2 separate regions of the Rattus norvegicus genome follow, and region 2 is linked to region 1. A link is a contact called in public Hi-C data. All regions are on one chromosome and are shown on one strand. Each heading gives the region's core, a stretch centred on a gene start, on an enhancer-like site or on the middle of the called end of the contact. The rest is flanking DNA. Distances are from core to core; before and after follow the strand shown. Region 1 holds the start of Memo1 (mediator of cell motility 1). Region 2 holds the start of Xdh (xanthine dehydrogenase).

What was found. A called contact is a pair of places that touch in the nucleus more often than the background predicts.
Region 2: a contact with region 1 is called in a Hi-C map of mammary epithelial cells, with 1.7 times the contacts expected there. The contact joins the promoter of Xdh here to the promoter of Memo1 in region 1.

The regions. Positions count from the first base shown.
Region 1 is chr6:26,894,989-26,899,695 of GRCr8, forward strand. Memo1 (mediator of cell motility 1) reads left to right here and starts at 2,114. Exons shown (of 9, transcript NM_001029917.1): 1 at 2,114-2,200. The coding sequence starts at 2,140.
Region 2 is chr6:27,280,763-27,285,868 of GRCr8, forward strand. Xdh (xanthine dehydrogenase) reads left to right here and starts at 1,557. Exons shown (of 36, transcript NM_017154.2): 1 at 1,557-1,624. The coding sequence starts at 1,583.

The DNA.
Region 1 (4,707 bases), core at 864-3,363:
AGGTTTCATTGATTTCTTTCAAGAGTCTGGAGCTGGGTGTGTTTGTACTAGGGAAGTAGAGGCAAGTGGGTTCCCAGCTCAAGTTCAAGGCCAGCATGGTCTACACGCTCAGTCCCAGGCCAGTAGTGGGTATATAGGGAGAGCCTGTATGGAAAGAGCTGCTGTTGTGGTACCTGCCTTAAATCCTAGAGAGGCAGAGGCAGATGGATCTCTTTGAGGACAGCAAAGTTCACTTTGGGTGTTCCATTCAAGCCAATCAGTTACCTAGTGACATTTTGTCTTAGAAAAGAGAAAAGCCTAAGCGTCTAGAAATCCTTAAAAACATATTTCGTTATAATTTGTGTGTGTGGGGAGTATGTGCATGTAATCGTAGGTGTTTGTGGAGGCCAGAAGAGGGCGTTAGATCCTCTGGAACTGGACTTGGGAGCTAGCTACCCAATGTGATTCTGACTCAACTTATGTCCTTTGTATGAGCAGTGCGTATTTTTTAATCACTGAGCCATTTCTACGGTCCAAGAAGTATTTTATTCGCCATTGCTAAGTTTGGTACGTAACACAAAAGAGAAAGAAGCAATTAACTCTTTTCTTGCCATTGAAATTAACTGCTGGGCTTTCTTCATAACACTTGATAATTTGGGAAAAAAACCCAACCAAACAAAAAGTATACTGTTACAGCATTAAGGAACACCGAACTTGGTTAGGCAGCTAGATAACTACTTTGGACTTATGTGAAACTAAGATATACCCGGTGTATGATTTCTGTTCCAAATACTTTCTGGGAGATGGGAAACTCTTACTCTTCTTGGTTTTGGAATCCAGCACTTCAAAGCCAAACCACTTCCTTTGTGATTCTACCCAACTTGAAAAGGAATTCTTTTGCTGCCGACAGTTACGTGGAATACTGGGATTTTATAAGTGAAGGGTGACATTTGTAGTATTCCTTACCCTGTCAGGCTCCTCGCACATTTTAACTCATAATCCTAGGTACCCCTCCCTCCGGAATGTCACCCCATTTTATACAGTAGGAAGTAACTGAGACAATCTGTCACATTGCGGTTATACCCAGAATACAATTAGTAAATATAACTGTGCCAAAGACATTATTAGGTCGTAAGGGCGAGCCTGGGAAGCGAAGGTTACATTTCACAGGGTCCTCTCCCCATATCCTACCATCCCTGTACGCCTCGCCGCGCGCATAGTTTCTACTAGGGAAACTTCGCGGCGCGGCCCCAGACTCGCATTCCTGGGCGACACCCCAAGGGTGGGAACCCACCAAGGACGCGGGGGAAGGGGGAACCCCGGCCGTACTTGGCGGGCAGCGACCGCGTGTGCGTACTGAACCAGCGGCGCGCGGGGACAAGCCAGGCAGCTGGGGGAAGGGGCTCTCCTCGTCTCGCGGTTGCGTCCTGCGCCCCGCCCCCAGCTTCTGCTGGCGCTAAACCCCGGAGAGCGGAGCGTGCTCGCTGAGCCTCCTCGGCGGGCCGGGCCGCGGCGCTGGGCATGCTCAGTGGGCCGGACCCGGTAGCGCGGCGAGTAAGGACGCGTGGGCTTCCCAGGCTCTGCCTTCACCGGGTTCAGGCCCCGGCCCCGGGCTGTGGGGGTGGCACAGATCGCCGCCGCCTGGCCCGCGGCCTCCGGACCCCGGATGGCGCGGGGCCCGTCCCGCTTCCGCCGTTGAGCGCGCGGCACGGCGGGCGGAGGCGCGGGGCGGGGCGGGGCCGGCGGGCGCGCGGCAGGAGGGAGGCCTGGCGGTGGGGGCGGGGCGGGTGGGGGAGGGCGCGGAGTCACGGGGGTGGGGTCAGCGGGAGGCTCGGCAGGCCGCGCTCGGCGGGGCCCGGGGCGGCTCGCGGAAGCAGCCCGGTCAGGGCAGCGGCGGCGACTCCGCGGCCGCGCGGCTCCAGTGAAGCCGCGGTGGGCCTCGTCTTCCGGAGGCCGGCAGAGTTTGTGGTGATTGTTGCCGCTGCCCGCCCCGGCTGCCATCTCCTCCTCTTCCTCCTCCTCCTCCTGGGTCGGGCCGGTCCCCTCCCCGCGGCCGCCTCCTCCTGGGCTGGGCCCGCGGCGTCTCGTCCCCTCGCGGAGCCGCCGCCGCCGCCGCCTCCTCATTCATCCTCGTGCACCATAGGCGGCACAGGCTCCAAGATGTCCAACCGAGTGGTCTGCCGGGAAGCCAGCCACGCCGGGAGCTGGTACACCGCCTCAGGTAGGGCACGAGGCCGCCCGGGCTGTGGAGCTGGGCAGCCGGGGTCCGGCGGGCGGGGACTGGGGCGGAGGGCGGCAGGCGCGGACCGCGTGCCGCGGGAGCGGGCCGGGCCGCGCCGCCTCCCCCACCCGGCGCTCGGGCCGGCGGCCTGGCGCCCGTGGAGTTGGGCGAGGAGTTGCTGGCCGGACCCGGCCGGGGCGAGCGCGGGCTCCGTGGCTCCGCGGACGGCCTCTGCGGTGGGGAAGGACGGGTTGGCGCGGTCCTCGTGCCAGAGACTGGCCGAGGGGACCTCAGCTTTTACCACCACCCTTGAGGCACCCCGCTCCCCTGAAAGGAGTGACAGGCAGTACTTTTTTCCCTATCTCTCATGTTGCTACTCCTGGTCTCGCTTGGAAGATCTGTCAGACCAGGGCCTCTGGGGGATTTGTCGCTTTGTACGTGGAGGCTCGGGCAGAGCTGCTGCCAGGCAGGGGCTCTGGGTGGCCTCCTAGCTCTTTTGTCAGTGTTTGCATTGTTACTGTCATTCAGGGGCAGCTGGAGATGGCATCAGCACTTTTCCTGAGCAAGCTCTTTAGTGCCCAGTGCTCAGCACCGAGCAGGTGCTGGACAACCTGCCTAGTTTAGCTTAGGTTTTGAGCGAATTTTGTCTGCACTCTCTTTAAAACCATGTGTAGTTCTATAGGTAAGAAAGGGTAGGGCCGTTTCTCTCTAGTACAACTCTCTTCACAAGGATTGTTTTCTGAGATTATTTTCAGGGGTCACATTTCTGGTTTGTTAACAAAGAAAAGTTCCTCCGTGATTGCTGTCGGTCTCTAGACCATCTGGGCTTCTCAGCAACTGGCCCTAACCTTTATGTTTCCTTTGCAAGTATTAGGGTTGGCTAGTGACACGATTCTTTTGGGGAAATGGAAAATCTGAAAGGCAGTTTTTTTTCTGAGATTGTTCAACCAGCTCCTGAAGTGCATGTACCTTGCTGGTCCATAGTGGGTTTACCCTGTTAAGACACAAAAGAATTACACGGTTGGGTTTGGAACTACTGCTAACAGGTAGCTGTGGCTTTTGCATTAGATAGGGGTGACATTTTATGCCTACAGTGGATTCCCTTCATGGTCCTGAAGTACTTCATAGACTTCTAATCAGTTCTTACAACCTGAAAATGTCAGTTAAGTTGTTCTTGTGTCAGTATTGGGGAAACGGAGAAATTTAGTGCTACACCCCAGACTAGGCCTGTGGTAAAATAGGAATTGAATAAACCAGGTCTCTGGCTCCTGAGTTTGCCCTTTATAGTCAGTGCACTATTAATATTAGTTATTGTTAAATACAAGGCTTGTAAATAAGTTTTTTTTCCCCCAGTATGTTTTGGAGAATTAGAAAGTCACATTTTTCATATTCATGGTTGTCTTTTGGCATTTATTGTGTTTCTATGCATTTGTTACAAATGTTTTAAGCTATTGTTGTAGCTTGCATTGGAATGCAAATATCCAAGAGAAGTTTTATATTGTTAAACATATATATGTGGGTAGTAAAATTGGGCACAGTTCACACTTTTGGTCTTAGAATTCCTTAGAGTTTAAGTACAAGATGTAGTCTTTAATCTATCTGGTCAGGAAATTTTGCCTGTAGATACTTTTTAGTAAATAAGCATGGGCTGTTTCCTTAAAAGTGTTGATACAGCTAATTATTTTCTTCCCTCAAATCTGGGTGAGTTAAATAAAACCTTATTGGATTTCTGGTGTATGTTTTGGGGTCTGTGAGAGACCCCCCAAGGTTTCTCTGTGATGCTATGGTGTACTGGGACTCCCTTGAACTCGAAGAGACTCACTTGCCTCTGCCTCCTAGTGATGGAATCAAAGGCACTGCCTGCCGGTCGTCCTTAATTTGTCTGACACTGAGGAAGTAGGGTAAACTAGAGCACTTTAGTTTTAGAGCTTGTTTGTATCCTCAAGACAAATGATGCAAACTTATAGGTATGTAATAGAGAGTTGGTCTGCTAACTGTGTCTGTACTGTAGGTTATGATACTGTGTTCTATGTTAAAATAATGACCCATTGGGAGTTTTTATTTGTATTGTGCTATTGTATTTCTCTAAACAACTAGTAAATAAAAAACTGAGGAATAGGAAAGCTGTGTTTGTCATTTTGTGTCTTTTCCAGTGTTCAGTTTGTACACATAGAAAGCATTCAGTTATTGAAAGAAATAAGGATAAAGCCACATTGACTTCAGCTACCTAGCTATTTCAGTAAGAAAAAATTGTACATTTATATTACATGCATTCATACATGTCTTTTTCTTTTTCTTTTCTTTTTTTATTAACTTGAGTATTTCTTATATACATTTCGAGTGTTATTCCCTTTCCCGGTTTCCGGGCAAAAATCCCCCTCCCCCCTCTCCCCTCCCCTTCCTTATGGGTATTCCCCTCCCAACCCTCCCCCCATTGCCGCCCTCCCCCCAACAGTCTAGTTCACTGGGGGTTCAGTCTTAGCAGGACCCAGGGCTTCCCCTTCCAC
Region 2 (5,106 bases), core at 307-2,806, 390 kb after region 1:
ATAAGAGTGTGAGGAAAGGGGTTACAAAACACACCTTAGGTTCAGCCTTAGTCCCTCTCCCCACCCTTTTCCTTTCAGACCATGATCTCTCTGTTTCTGCTTGACTGACATTTTAGGTTGGACAAGTCTTTATTGAAAAGGATTGTCCTGGGCTTGGAATGTTTTTTTCCTGGTCTCAGAAATACCACCACCGCCGCTGCCGCGGCCACCACCACCACCACCACCAACAACAACAATAACTGCTCTACCAGTCATGTCACTAGCACCCCATTTTGTAGGGCATTTGACTCTAGCAACAAGTACTGTTTTATGATGACCAGAATCTCCATTTGCCTTGGGATTTGTTGCACTAGCCCTAGCATAGTCTGGGGGCAAACTGGGATATTGATCGACTGACACATAAGTTCATTCTCGGTTCTATCGGGGCTGCACCAGCAGAGGGGGCGTTGTGTTGATGATGTGACTGTCCTAGGGGTCCTGTTTTTCAAGATGTTGTTGTTGTACCAGGCACATCTGACTCATTTCCTTCTCTCCTTTTCTGTGGTCTTCCAGGGCTATGAGAAGTGTCCCCCTGTAGGTTGGCTATGTGACTGAGTGAGCGTAGGGCTGGGGACGAACAGAGTGCCTGCTGATGTGAGGGTGGGTGGAATGGAGTGATGGGAGGGCTGGGGCCAGGAGAGCCCACGGGTATTGCCTGAGTGGACACTGCATAGGCATTTACACCAGATGTTGGAGGAGGGAGGGGTGTTCTCAGTTCTGCTAACAGACTGTGATGATGTTGTATTAGCTTTCTGATTTACCTTGGTGTTTAAAACATGGTTTGGTGTGTGAGTACCTCTGATAATTTGGCAGGTTTTGTGAAAGTCTCGAACATGATTTATCGGGATTGTTGCAGTGATTGTTCAAGAATGATAAATATTTCCATTCTCTGCAAGTTTATGAGGCACACCCGAGAGGCCGTTTGTTTTTTAGCTTTGTGCTTTTGGTATCATTTTGATGTCCCTTTCCAAGATGAAATGGCTGAGTTCTGCAGGCAGTAAGTGACAGGCTGTAGTCAAAGGTCAGGGTTTGAGTCTGGACGTGAGGATCCGTGTCTGTGACCTTCACATTCTGTCAGGCCCTGAGAGAATGAGTTGAGCACGCCAGTGGCGAGTCCGTGTCAGGGTAAGCCAGACTGGGAAAATAACAAGTGTGTACAGGAGGAGAGAGTGAATCAGCTTTGCTGGCTGACAACTGGCTCCTTCCCCCTCTCTTCCTGGTATGGTAAGTGGGAGGAGGGTGAAGCAGGTTCCACAAGGGCAGGTGCCCAGAATTCACAGTCATCTGGTGCCAAGACGCGGGCCTCCCTAATCTAAGCCTGTGCACTTTGACTAGGAGGGCAGAGTAGGATTTGCCGTGTGGCTGTCCCGTCCTTCCTGGATTGTGCAAACCTGTGACTCTTGCCAAGAACCGTCCATGCCTGGAGCCGGTTGTTTCTCATTGGGTAACTTTGTTTCATTTTGCTGGGAGGCGTATCTTTCAAGTTGCAGGGCAGTGATATCTACAACTACTTCTCAAGAGCTCAGTGACTCCAGCAGCCACGATGACTGCGGATGAGTTGGTCTTCTTTGTGAATGGCAAAAAGGTAAGCAGGGGTCTGCTATCTGGGAAGGGACATGTGTCGTCTCTCTTACGTGGACCCTTTGATTTGTTCTGCTCTCATCTTACCCCCTAGAAGGTGTTGCTGTAGTTTGGTATCTTTTGAGCAAGAAAAACAGAGGCAAGATACTCAGAAAGCAAAGGAGGAAGGGAGAGAGAAGAGAGAGGGATATCTACTCTGTGCTAGTGGACACACTGGCTCAGAGACGGAAAAGGAACAGAGTCTAGGTGAGATGAGGAATCACCAGCACTTCTCTATTTCTGTGTTTAAGCAAGCCTAGCCTAGTATTTTGATGGCTCTCTTTACTACGAACAGCAACAGACATGCATTTTATGCTAATGCCAGGGTATAAAACACACATAGCCGTTGATTCTGATACATGATCCTGTACACAGATTTAACAGCTAGAACTGACTTACCGTGTGGCGACATACACTGACACCTTGTGGCAAGCCATCATTGTCACTATTCTTTTCATAAAGCCCCCTCCCCCCGCCCCTGCCACCTTCTCTCAGTTCTATATGTAAATATTGCAAATGCCACTTAGGAAAAGTGGTTATGGGGTCCACAAATCCCTGATAGCCCAGGAATCTTTGCAACTTCAACTCAGTGCAGGGAGAGAAGGAGCAAGTTATTGTCTCTGGTGCTGCTTGATTCCCTTCAAGGTACTCGGGGCCCTTCAGCCCTCCCCTCCCCCCACTTGAGATCACAGGAGAGGAGCCATTATTTCCCCCCACTGTAACTGGCTACGTGGACATTATAAATCACGAGTGGACCAAAGGATGCCCCCCGAAAAGACTTTCCTTGTCTTGTTATGTTGATACTTTTGTGATGATTGAAGAGCCTGAGTAGCTTCTGAGGAAATTTGCAGGAATAAACATGGGCTTCTGAGAATTCCTAAGGACTTAGACTGCCAGGATCTGCTTGGGTAACTAGCACGGAAACTTTAGGAGTCATTCCAACACCAGTACCGCAAAGCCTGTGGATTCGGTTTGAGTGATTCCATCCCTGGATTCCTGGATCTCTCTGATATATGGTTCTTTTGAGTTGGGCAGTTGGTACCATGACACGAGCTAGGGTGGAATGCCTAAGCTGGTGGTAGCAAGACTTTTTGCACTGGATATTTTAAATGTCTTTTGTGCTCAGCGTTTACGTGACAGAGGTGAAAGAAACAGCTGTTAACTGGACTTTCTGGAAATACTGTGTACACACAGACGTCATCATTGGCCCTTTCATAAATTGGCCCCTTCAGGGAGCTGGTGGCAGGTTCAAAGTGCTCTGAAGGTCATGTCTTACCCTAAGGTATATCAAGCTGTTGATTTGTGCGTGCCCCACTGTTCTTCTGAGGGGACAGCTTGCTCTTAGCCTCTGTGAAAGGAGTGTTTTTGAGATGAGCTGGCTTGGCCGAAATTGCTTCTCCTTGTGCTTTATTAGCACTGTAGAGAAGAGATTTTTAGATGTTTAGAGAGTAGCATCATACCAATCCCTTCTATCCCTGGGAGCTTCGATTCTGTCAGTTTCTCTTGATGAATAGCCAGCCGTGTTTGTCATTTACAAAGGTGTGAGCTCTCGGGAAGCTACCAGAAGGATGAAGAGAGTGTGAACAGATTAGTGAGTAGTAATAAGCAGGAGTAAGTAAGGGGCGATCTGGGTGAGCAAAGGAAGATTGAGTAAGTTCAGATTCATTTCCTTCTTCAAGATGTTCTAGGCATTGGGCCATAGATGTTGTGCAAAGAAATTACCAAAGAAGCTGTGGAAAGATGGCGTCTCATTCTCCTCAGGGAGCCTCTTCCTCCTTGTTTACAGTACTGCGCAGGGTTCTGTCTGCGCAAGTGGTCTTAGAGAGGGCTCAGGTATGAGGCACCAAGTGCCTGTGAGAATCTTCTGGCAGCAGTGTGGACCTTGGTGACCTGTCATCTTCTGGAGGGAGAGAGTTGTTCAATATTTTACTGTCATTGTGGTGATGTCCTCTTCAGGGTCTAGGGTTTTAGTCCTACTGAGAGGGATGCAGGAGAAATCCCTACAGGAAGACGATATAGCTGGAGGCATGCGGTTTTGTTATTTATTCACTGATTAATTATAATCTCAAAGTTATAGATTTAATTGTATATAGTGTGTTATCGTTCTTAGGACCTTCTTCCACCCTTCCTTTCTTCCTTCCTTTTTTTCTTTTTTGAGATAGGGTCTTACTATGTAGACCAGGCTGACCTTGGACTCACAGAGATTGGCCTGCCTCTGAGCCTTGAGTGCTGTGACTAACAGTGTGCACCACTACAGCACAACACCCAGCCATCACTATTTTTTTTTAATTAACTTGAGTATTTCTTATATACATTTCGAGTGTTATTCCCTTTCCTGGTTTCCGGGCAAACACCCCCCTCCCCCTCCCCTTCTTTATGGGTGTTCCCCTCCCCATCCTCCCCCCCTTGCCGCCCTCCACCCAACAATCTAGTTCACTGGGGGTTCAGTCTTAGCAGGACCCAGGGCTTCCCCTTCCACTGGTGCTTTTACTAGGATATTCAATGCTACCTATGAGGTCAGAGTCCAGGGTCAGTCCATGTATAGTCTTTAGGTAGTGGCTTAGTCCCTGGAGGCTCTGGTTGCTTGGCATTGTTGTACATATGGTGTCTCGAGCCCCTTCAAGCTCTTCCAGTTCTTTCTCTGATTCCTTCAGCGGGGGTCCTATTCTCAATTCAGTGGTTTGCTGCTGGCATACGCCTCTGTGTTTGCTGTATTCTGGCTGTGTCTCTCGGGAGAGATCTACATCCGGTTCCTGTCGGCCTGCACTTCTTTGCTTCATCCATCTTGTCTAATTGGATGGCTGTATATGCATGGGCCACATGTGGGGCAGGCTCTGAATGGGTGTTCCTTCTGTGTCTGTTTTAATCTTTGCCTCTCTATTCCCTGTCAAGGGTATTCTTGTTCCCCTTTTAAAGAAGGAGTAAAGCATTCACATTTTGATCATCCGTCTTGAGTTTCATTTGTTCTAGGCATCTAGGGTAATTCAAGCATTTGGGCTAATAGCCACTTATCAATGAGTGCATACCATGTGTGTTTTTCTGTGATTGGGTTACCTCATTCAGGATGATATTTTCCAGTTCCAACCATTTGCCTATGAATTTCATAAAGTCATTGTTTTTGATAGCTGAGTAATATTCCATTGTGTAGATGTACCACATTTTCTGTATCCATTCCTCTGTTGATGGGCATCTGGGTTCTTTCCAGCTTCTGGCTATTATAAATAACCAGCCATCACTATTAAGTCCAAATTCTCAGAGCAATCTACTCACTCATTTTGTTCTTTAAGTTCTATGTATTTAGTCTCTCTCTCTCTCTCTCTCTCTCTCTCTCTCTCTCTCTCTCTCTGTGTGTGTGTGTTTGTGTGTGTGCATGTGTATATGTGTGTGTGTGCACGTGTGTATGTGTGTGTGTGTGTGTGTGTATGAGAGAGAGAGAGAGAGAGAGAG